Regions from separate parts of the Bicyclus anynana genome. Here region 1 is linked to region 2. A link is a contact called in public Hi-C data. All regions are on one chromosome and are shown on one strand. The core of a region is the stretch at or near the end of the contact, and the rest is flanking DNA. Distances in the headings are between cores, read along the strand shown. Region 1 has its middle 31 kb from the start of Trnav-aac. Region 2 overlaps LOC112054560 (transcription factor Ken).

Region 1 (3,979 bases), core at 221-2,720, 240 kb after region 2:
CGGAACAGTTTATAAGCTGCATGTGCATTGGGTTTTTTTAAGGAAATTCAGACTTTTATAGTCTGGCAAGTTCGTTGATGATGGGGTGTGTAATCGTGCGCGCGGGGCAGTGAGGTGCATTAGTCGTGGGTTTTTCATTCATCGCTACACGCCCCCGGCCCGCGCAGATAATCTGGAGTGTTACGAACGAAGTTGCCAAGTGTTAGACGACATAAAAAGAACCTTGAAATTACTATTAATCGTTACATTGAATTGTTTCTCATACAGTCGCAATGTTATTCTTTATCCATGTCAATAAGGAAAAGTTGTATAGTAGGTAATTATGTATAGCAATGTTGTTTACATATTTTAAAGGAAATTCGTACAACTTTTTATTTGCATTTATAGGTTTACTCCATAATAAAAATTGTTAGCATAAACGTTAAGAATGCAATTCAAGATTATGGGTACATCATTCTTTGAATTCGCGACATGCAAGATCCTTGTAAAGGAAACTGTACCTTTATAGAACTAAATAAATATAGAATACGAACCTGCCTTGTGTAATAAAATCTGTTGTTTTTGAAGGCGTGGTGGAATTACAAGAAGGAATCCTGTAAAAGCTGATTTTTTTACATTTCTCTTTATATGATCAGACTAGCGGACGCCCGCGACTTCGTCCGCGTGGAATTTAGTTTTTCACAGATCCCTCGGAAACCATGGATTTTTCCGGGGAAGTAATCTATGTGTTAATCCAGAGTAAAATCTATTCCCATTCCAAATTTCAGCTAAATGGCTTCAGTAGTAGCGGCGTTATAGAGCAACAAACATCCAAATATCCATACAAACTTTCGCGTTTATAATATTAAGTAGGATTATTCACTTACATCTGTAACTACTAATTTATTACGGAGGTAAAAAGTGTGTGGTGTTGTGGGTAATCTCTGAATCTACTAAACTGATTTTTAAAATTCAAGGCTTTAAGTATTTCTAAAAATTTAGAATTATTTAAATATGTATTTTTTAAATACACGAGGGACACGTCTATAGAATTTCTTTTAAATAAGTACATGTTGTCAAAAAAAATGTAAATGTTTTTGAATTAATTTTGGCGCGTCAACAAATCAAGAAGGCTTTAGACACCTTGTGGCACAAGAAATAACTAACTTTTTTTTAAGTGACATCTAGTGCCTATATGATAAACTACTTGCATAAAAGTTGAGCATGATAATTATAGTTATTTTCAAAACATTAAGACTAACGAATAGGTATTTGAGAATAGTAGTTCTAATAACTTTTATTTCATAAAATTAATTTTATAGTTGTTAGCTACATTGATAAAAGTTATAATTTCAAAATTTATAATATATAAATTTAATGTAAACGCCCTCTTTTGAGAGTTTCTAGCTACGTCTGAATAATGCACATGGTTCTACAGGCTTGCTGCTATTTCTCTACGCATCTTACAATGGTTATAACAGATGGCAGCACAAGTCGTTTGTATAAGACTTACGAAAGCGCCATCTCTTGAGAGTTATTTTAATTGGTTGGTATGAAAATGTGTTGACTGCAGAAATAATATTATTTTGACTGAAGGGCACATTATGGTCCCTGAGCCAGATACTGGTCGTTTGTTCGACCAAAACTTGAACCAATACTGACTGACTATCTTGTCTATTCTGCGTTACAGTGCCAGTGGTACTGATTAAGTTGTCTATTCTACCTAAGAATAGTCAGAGCTGCAGTTCTGATGGTGGATTGAGGAGTACTCTCTTTAACCAGAGATTTTATATTCGACCATTTCCTTCCGATTATAGTTATCATCATAAAACTTTAAATTAAAATTCGTTAAAATTCAACTGAATTTAAATAGTTTCAGTCAAAAGTATTAGGTAGGTAAACATTTTATATATCGTAAAAACAAATCTTGTTCCATTCTACGTAAAGTACGTTTGTGTAAGATAATTTGTTTTAGCTCAAGCAGCTCATAGCCGCAGATAGTGAATTAAAAGCCTTTGAAAGCCTCCACAAAGAAATGTTATTACGTTAAACCACTTTGTGCAAGCAACTAATATTGTACCACTCCGCGTCGACAAGATTTTAATAATATCTGCAAAAGTGCAAAGTTTCCTATCCCGGCACCGAACGTAAGATGTTAGCTATTCCTCAATTTTACTTGATGGACTTTTAAACTGCACCATCTTAATACCGGTTTTAAATTGCATATCTATATGCTAAGTGCCTAAACTAACAGCTAGGGAATTTTAAAAATCATCATTATTATTAACCCATATTTGGCTCACTGCTGAGCTCGAGACTTCTCTCAGAATAAGAGGGGATAGGTCAATAGTCCACCACGCTGGCCTATTGTGTCACTGTTTGAGACACGTGATATTTAATTTCTTAAAATGCACACAACTTAAAGTTGGAGGTGCATGCCCCGGACCGGATTTGAACCCACACCCTTCGGAAATGGAGGCAGAGGTCATATCCATTGAGCTATCACGGCTCTCTTTTAAAAATATTTCAATAGTATACCCACCGATGAAAAATGTAAGTACCTATTTCTTTTTTTCTTACACGAAAGATTGGAATAGGATGCGATGATTTTCACCACAACCTCTAAATTCCCTATTCACAGTTTTGGGTCATGCTGGATATGGCCCTCTTGCAAATAAAACGGTCTCGAGCCGCCAGCATCCAGCGGCTCCCTGCAACCCGCTTGATGTCCTCGGTCCACCTAGTTGGGGGTCGACCAACACTGCGCTTTCCGGTGTGGGGCCGCTATTCCAGCACCTTGGGACCCCAACGTCTATCGGCTTTTCGAACTATGTGGCCTGTCCATTGCCACTTCAGCTTCGCGACTCGCTGAGCGATCTCAGAGATCTGCGGATCTGATTCAAAATCTACTAACTATAAACTACCTCATTACCAAATTTCTTTTGACTTCGGTTTTTGAGATGATGACTTTTCGCTTACATATAATATTTAGATTTTACCTAGTCTCTAAACACATATTATGTATTGATTTTGAATGAACGCAAGACGTCTTTTCCAGGTACTTTCAGCCAACGACATACATTGTAACCACGGTACATATATTAGAAACTAGATGATCACTGTCATTCGCACGGCTCACGGAACTGACCGACGATTATATGAAAACTTGCACCCCGCTTAGCATTTTTTTTTATGCGCCGTTTTCATGAAATGTAAATGCAGTCTATACAATTTAGTGTGGTTGCTTTCAGCGTATCTTTCCCTTCTCATTCAATATACAAGCACAATTATAATAATACAGGTACAAGAAATATGTAAAGGTTCCAGGAATAAATTACAAACAAAAAAATCCGAAGTGCATAAATTATTCATTCAAAGTATTTACGATGAAAATTCCATGCAATCCACAACACTGTCACACGTAGTACAAAGTCAGGCCGCACCTTTTCCCGACAGCCCGCAGACCGCAGGCCGCAAAGCTTTCAACACGCGGTTACCAAAACAATTCAATTTTCCCTACATTTAAACTTTAAAAGCGTTCCCTTGATTAACACCAAACAACAAGTGCCGTCCTGGCTTTCAAAACTCCTCCTTATTCCGTTGCAATAAGATCTTGAGTCTGGTTTGTTAAGTGCACGTGTACTGGATGGATATTATCAGCCGTTTACGAAAAGCTCATTCATAAATAATGTCTGCAGGTGACGCCTTTGATCTTGACTTCTTTTTATTTTTTTTCTAATATCCCCGTAAGATTAGGGGCGTATGAAAGTGTAGCAAACGTCATGTTTGATGTTCCTAAATTCGATTCTGTGTTTACTTAACCCACGTTGCTTGATCGATTGAAGGGTACGTTGGGGTCTTTAAATTGCTTTTAATATGCTTTAACCTTGCTTTATAAACTTTGTATTTATACGTTATTGACTGTAAATAGTTACCTAAATACACAAGCTTTACACATTTTATTTGATTCATTAGTAGGTTTTTTTAACGATGTTTTTTC
Region 2 (3,906 bases), core at 717-3,216:
CACTGATCTGCTCCTATTGATCGTAGCGTGATTTAAAGTATACTATAACCTGCCCCGGAGTATGAAAAATAATTTTACCAAGTTTCCTTAAAATTCGTCTAGTAGTTTTTGTTTCTCTTCGAAAATTTTACTGTTGCATTTTCGGCATCAGTATCGATCACTAAATCATCCAGTGATAGTTATTTTGGAAATATTTCATGTACACAAATGACCTCTCTACATATTTTTTTATAAGCATAGAAGATAAGTTGTTAGCAGGTATGCAAACGTTTGTTTATAAATGTAAATCAGATGGTGCAATTAGCATACCATGCAAATGATTAACACTAATTAAACTGCATGCTAATGAATATCGTAAAGAAATCATTGCTAAACAAAGAACAATTTCTTTTAGGTATTATGGTCTCACAGATATCTACTATAAGATGTTGTTAGTTTTTAAATTCTATGCTGTCAGAAGTAAAACTTCTATTCTACTAGAATATATTCTAGTCAATCTATTTAATGGTAGCAGCTAACTTCGTTGTTTTAAAATAATTCAAATATAATTTTAGTTGATTCACTTTTCATATGTGTGTTTCTGGTAATTGTAGATACATTGAAGATGAAGACAAGACAACTCGAAAAATTTTAAAAATCCAATTTAATGTTATATGTATCAGAAAGTGTTTAAAATAATCCAAAATTTGGGTTGATTAGGAATGTGCGATCATCTTAATGTATGTTTCCACGCTTAATTTTTAGTTATTTGTGAATTGATTTGTCATTGACATTAACAAGACGTTGGAAAGGAAAATATGAATATTTGTGTAAATTATCGAGGCTCTTGTTTCAACACAATACCTACTCGAGAATCTAACTCTTCGAATGTTGTAGAAGCTTCTTTACCTTCTATCGTTATTATGTATCATACATAAATGTATGTACAACAGAAAAAAATACATTAATGAGTAACTTCTAATATAGTAAATTAACTCAATTATTGGCATTAAGTTCGTTTTTAATAAATAATAATTATTTTGAAAAAGTATTCGTTAATAATTCGTTTATGCGAATAACACGGCATGGAGGTCTGACTATACTAGTTCCTCACATCAAAGGTTAAATTAAAAAAAAAACATGTTAAATAAGTAAACAAGAGTCTAAAGTGGTTTCGTTTGAAGAGCCTTTTTCTTTAGTTGGTATATCTGTACCTATGATGGCTCTCTGGGGCCATGACAATGACACGTAAACTTGTTGCAAATAAATAATATTATTGGGCATTAACTTATAAAATATAATAGATAAGTAGTTGATTGATTTTGTATTTTTAAATACTTCGTTATAATTTGTACAACTTTGTGATATGAAAGAGATCAATAACCTTGACAGAAATGAGACTCAACTGTTGCGAATCTGAAAGATTTCACATGAAAACACCATGACATGTGGCATTTTCAGGGCGGCGCGTGCGCAGCGGAGCGCGACAGGCTCGCCTGCCTTTGTCCGTGTGAAACGAGACGTGTCGGTTACAAGTATGTATGTGCCTGTACAGGGTTGTTTTCTAGATTTTATATACACAATTAACAAAAAAAGATCTATGGCCTCCTTAAATGCTAAAATATAATCATATAAATTAATCATCATCATTAATTGTTATTTCGCATATTGATAATAATTTCTACAGTTTGTTTATCTCGCGTGCGATTAAAATAGGATGGAACCTTGTCAAACTAAACGCTGCGTAGTTTACTTTTGACAAGGTCCTATCCCTTAGTAATGGTCGTGGTCGTGGATTACAAAAAGAAGTGTCGGAAGGAAGAAATGCGCCTATACTTTAATTTATCTTAAATAAAATTTGAAATAAACGGAACTGTAGCTCAAATATTTTGTTTAGCTTCTGTAAATTTCATTAAACACAAATTACATTATACAATTTGGATACCCTGCTCTCTAGCGGAAAATTTCAAAATTACGCCGTCTTTCTACGTGGTAGTTCCCATCGTCACCGCTAGATGGCGAGACTAGTATCTATAGCAAATGTGCCGAGAGATAGTGTACAGGCGTAAAAAATATCGATGAAAGGAATGAAATTCAATTGCCTTCAGTGCTTTTTATTCGACCTTTTATATAGAAGGAGCCGCAGGGGCATGACCTTGCTGTTTCACTTTCACCGGTGCTTTAGTAAACAGAATTCCGGAAACATTTACATTTAGTTTCGTTTATATTAATAAATTAAACACCTTTCGCCTGTTACTATAATCGAATGAAGGTAATTTGGTAATGCGATAATATTTTTAAAGCAAAATAATTACTTTTACGTGTTACGTAAAAATATTTTGCTTTTTTGAAATTGAACTGTTTTTTTTTATTATTTTATTTACCTATCTATGTTTTTCACTTGAGAATTTTATCACTATTACTGCGATTCACCCGCGTAGTTCCCGTTTTCGTGAGAATACGACAAATAACATGGCTTTCTAGTGGTTAAAAGGATTTTTAAAAATCGGTTTAGTATATCCAGAGATTACACGTCCCCTACATTACCACAAACTGTATCTCTTTGTAATATTAGTACTACTACAGGTGATGATTATTACAATAATATTATTACATAAGTTACACATTCTTCTATGTCATCATATTACAAAATTACCAATACGATTTAAATAATTACCAATTTGATTGATGTTAACGAATTGGACTATTAGTTTCAAATTATGTTATTGTAGGTATACCTATCTATCTACACACGGATGAACAATCCAATGGATGGACGGAACAACGATTCCGAAAACGAAGTACTTGTCAAAGCATCCCCTTTTTTATTTGAAAAATGGCGAAATAAGTAATAGAAAAAAATGTAGGACTTTTTCAGAAAATATTAAGTCAGTCAGTGTTAATATGTAAAGTAATTGTAGCAATTCTATAAGAAAATGACGAAATAAAATCAATTTCTTCATTTCAATTTGCAATTGCGAAAAGTGGATAAAAATTAAATAAAATGGTTAATGTATATAATATAATAGTACAAATAATATGTATATAATATAATAGTATAAATAATATCATTAAAAATGCATGCACATCGAGCTCATAAAAGCGTGTTAAAAATAATATATTTGAAATAATTGCAGACCGCAAAAAGTTGATACAACCGAATGAAGAGATAAAAAATGGTTCAAGTTAATTAATGTAGGTAACCACCTTGAATCAACCTGGGAAATATTAAATATATTTTAAGTAAGTAAGTACTTACACAAAATTATAAAATTCATGCAAAATAACAGAGAAGAATGGACCGTAACTTTTAAGTTGCTTAATGTGAGAAAATTCTCTTATTAAGAATGAATAATAAATAGCAGGATAGTTACCGCCCGCGAATTTGCTCGTGTAAATTTTCCACTATATCGTAGAAGTGGTTTTAAATAAAGAAAAGTCGCATTATACTCAGGTTACTAAAAAAATGACCGGGACTGAAAATTTCTAAAAATAAAGAAAAGCTCAGAATTCTATATCCTGCATCGAAGACTCGAACCAAGGGCCTCGTGATTCGAAGCTACGCACTCGACCAACGAGACAGATTATAAAAACATTAACAGAGCAAAAATAATAAAAAATATGCAATAAGCATGGCTGGTTGGCTAATTACTTCTACTTGTAAAGCATGTAATAGAATCGATGATATAGTGAAATTAAACTACTACATTATCTTCATACACTACGTTCTATAGAGACAATAATGAGCACTTAATTACTATTCAATAGATCAAGTAGAAGCCAATAAACAATCAAATGTTTATACTAAAGTCAGAATGGAAATAGAAACAGAAATAAACAGGAAGTATACACTAGATACCGCTTATGTTAACAAGGGGCAATAAAAATGTCTCAATACAAGAATCAAGTGTAGAATTCAAGTCGGAT

Evidence for each region. A called contact is a pair of places that touch in the nucleus more often than the background predicts.
Region 1: a contact with region 2 is called in a Hi-C map of whole larva, with 3 times the contacts expected there. The contact joins two enhancer-like sites. A contact is called at or near these places in 2 of 2 Hi-C or Micro-C datasets (whole body and whole larva).

What each region holds. Positions count from the first base shown.
Region 1 is chr1:3,737,176-3,741,154 of ilBicAnyn1.1, forward strand. No RefSeq gene overlaps it. Among protein-coding and RNA genes, the nearest start is that of Trnav-aac, 31 kb to the right of the region's middle. Within about 2 kb of position 1,471, at least 7 of the 8 cell types and tissues checked have open chromatin away from gene starts, as enhancers often do.
Region 2 is chr1:3,493,820-3,497,725 of ilBicAnyn1.1, forward strand. All of the region lies in intron 1 of LOC112054560 (transcription factor Ken), which reads right to left. Among protein-coding and RNA genes, the nearest start is that of LOC112054561, 17 kb to the left of the region's middle. Within about 2 kb of position 1,967, at least 7 of the 8 cell types and tissues checked have open chromatin away from gene starts, as enhancers often do.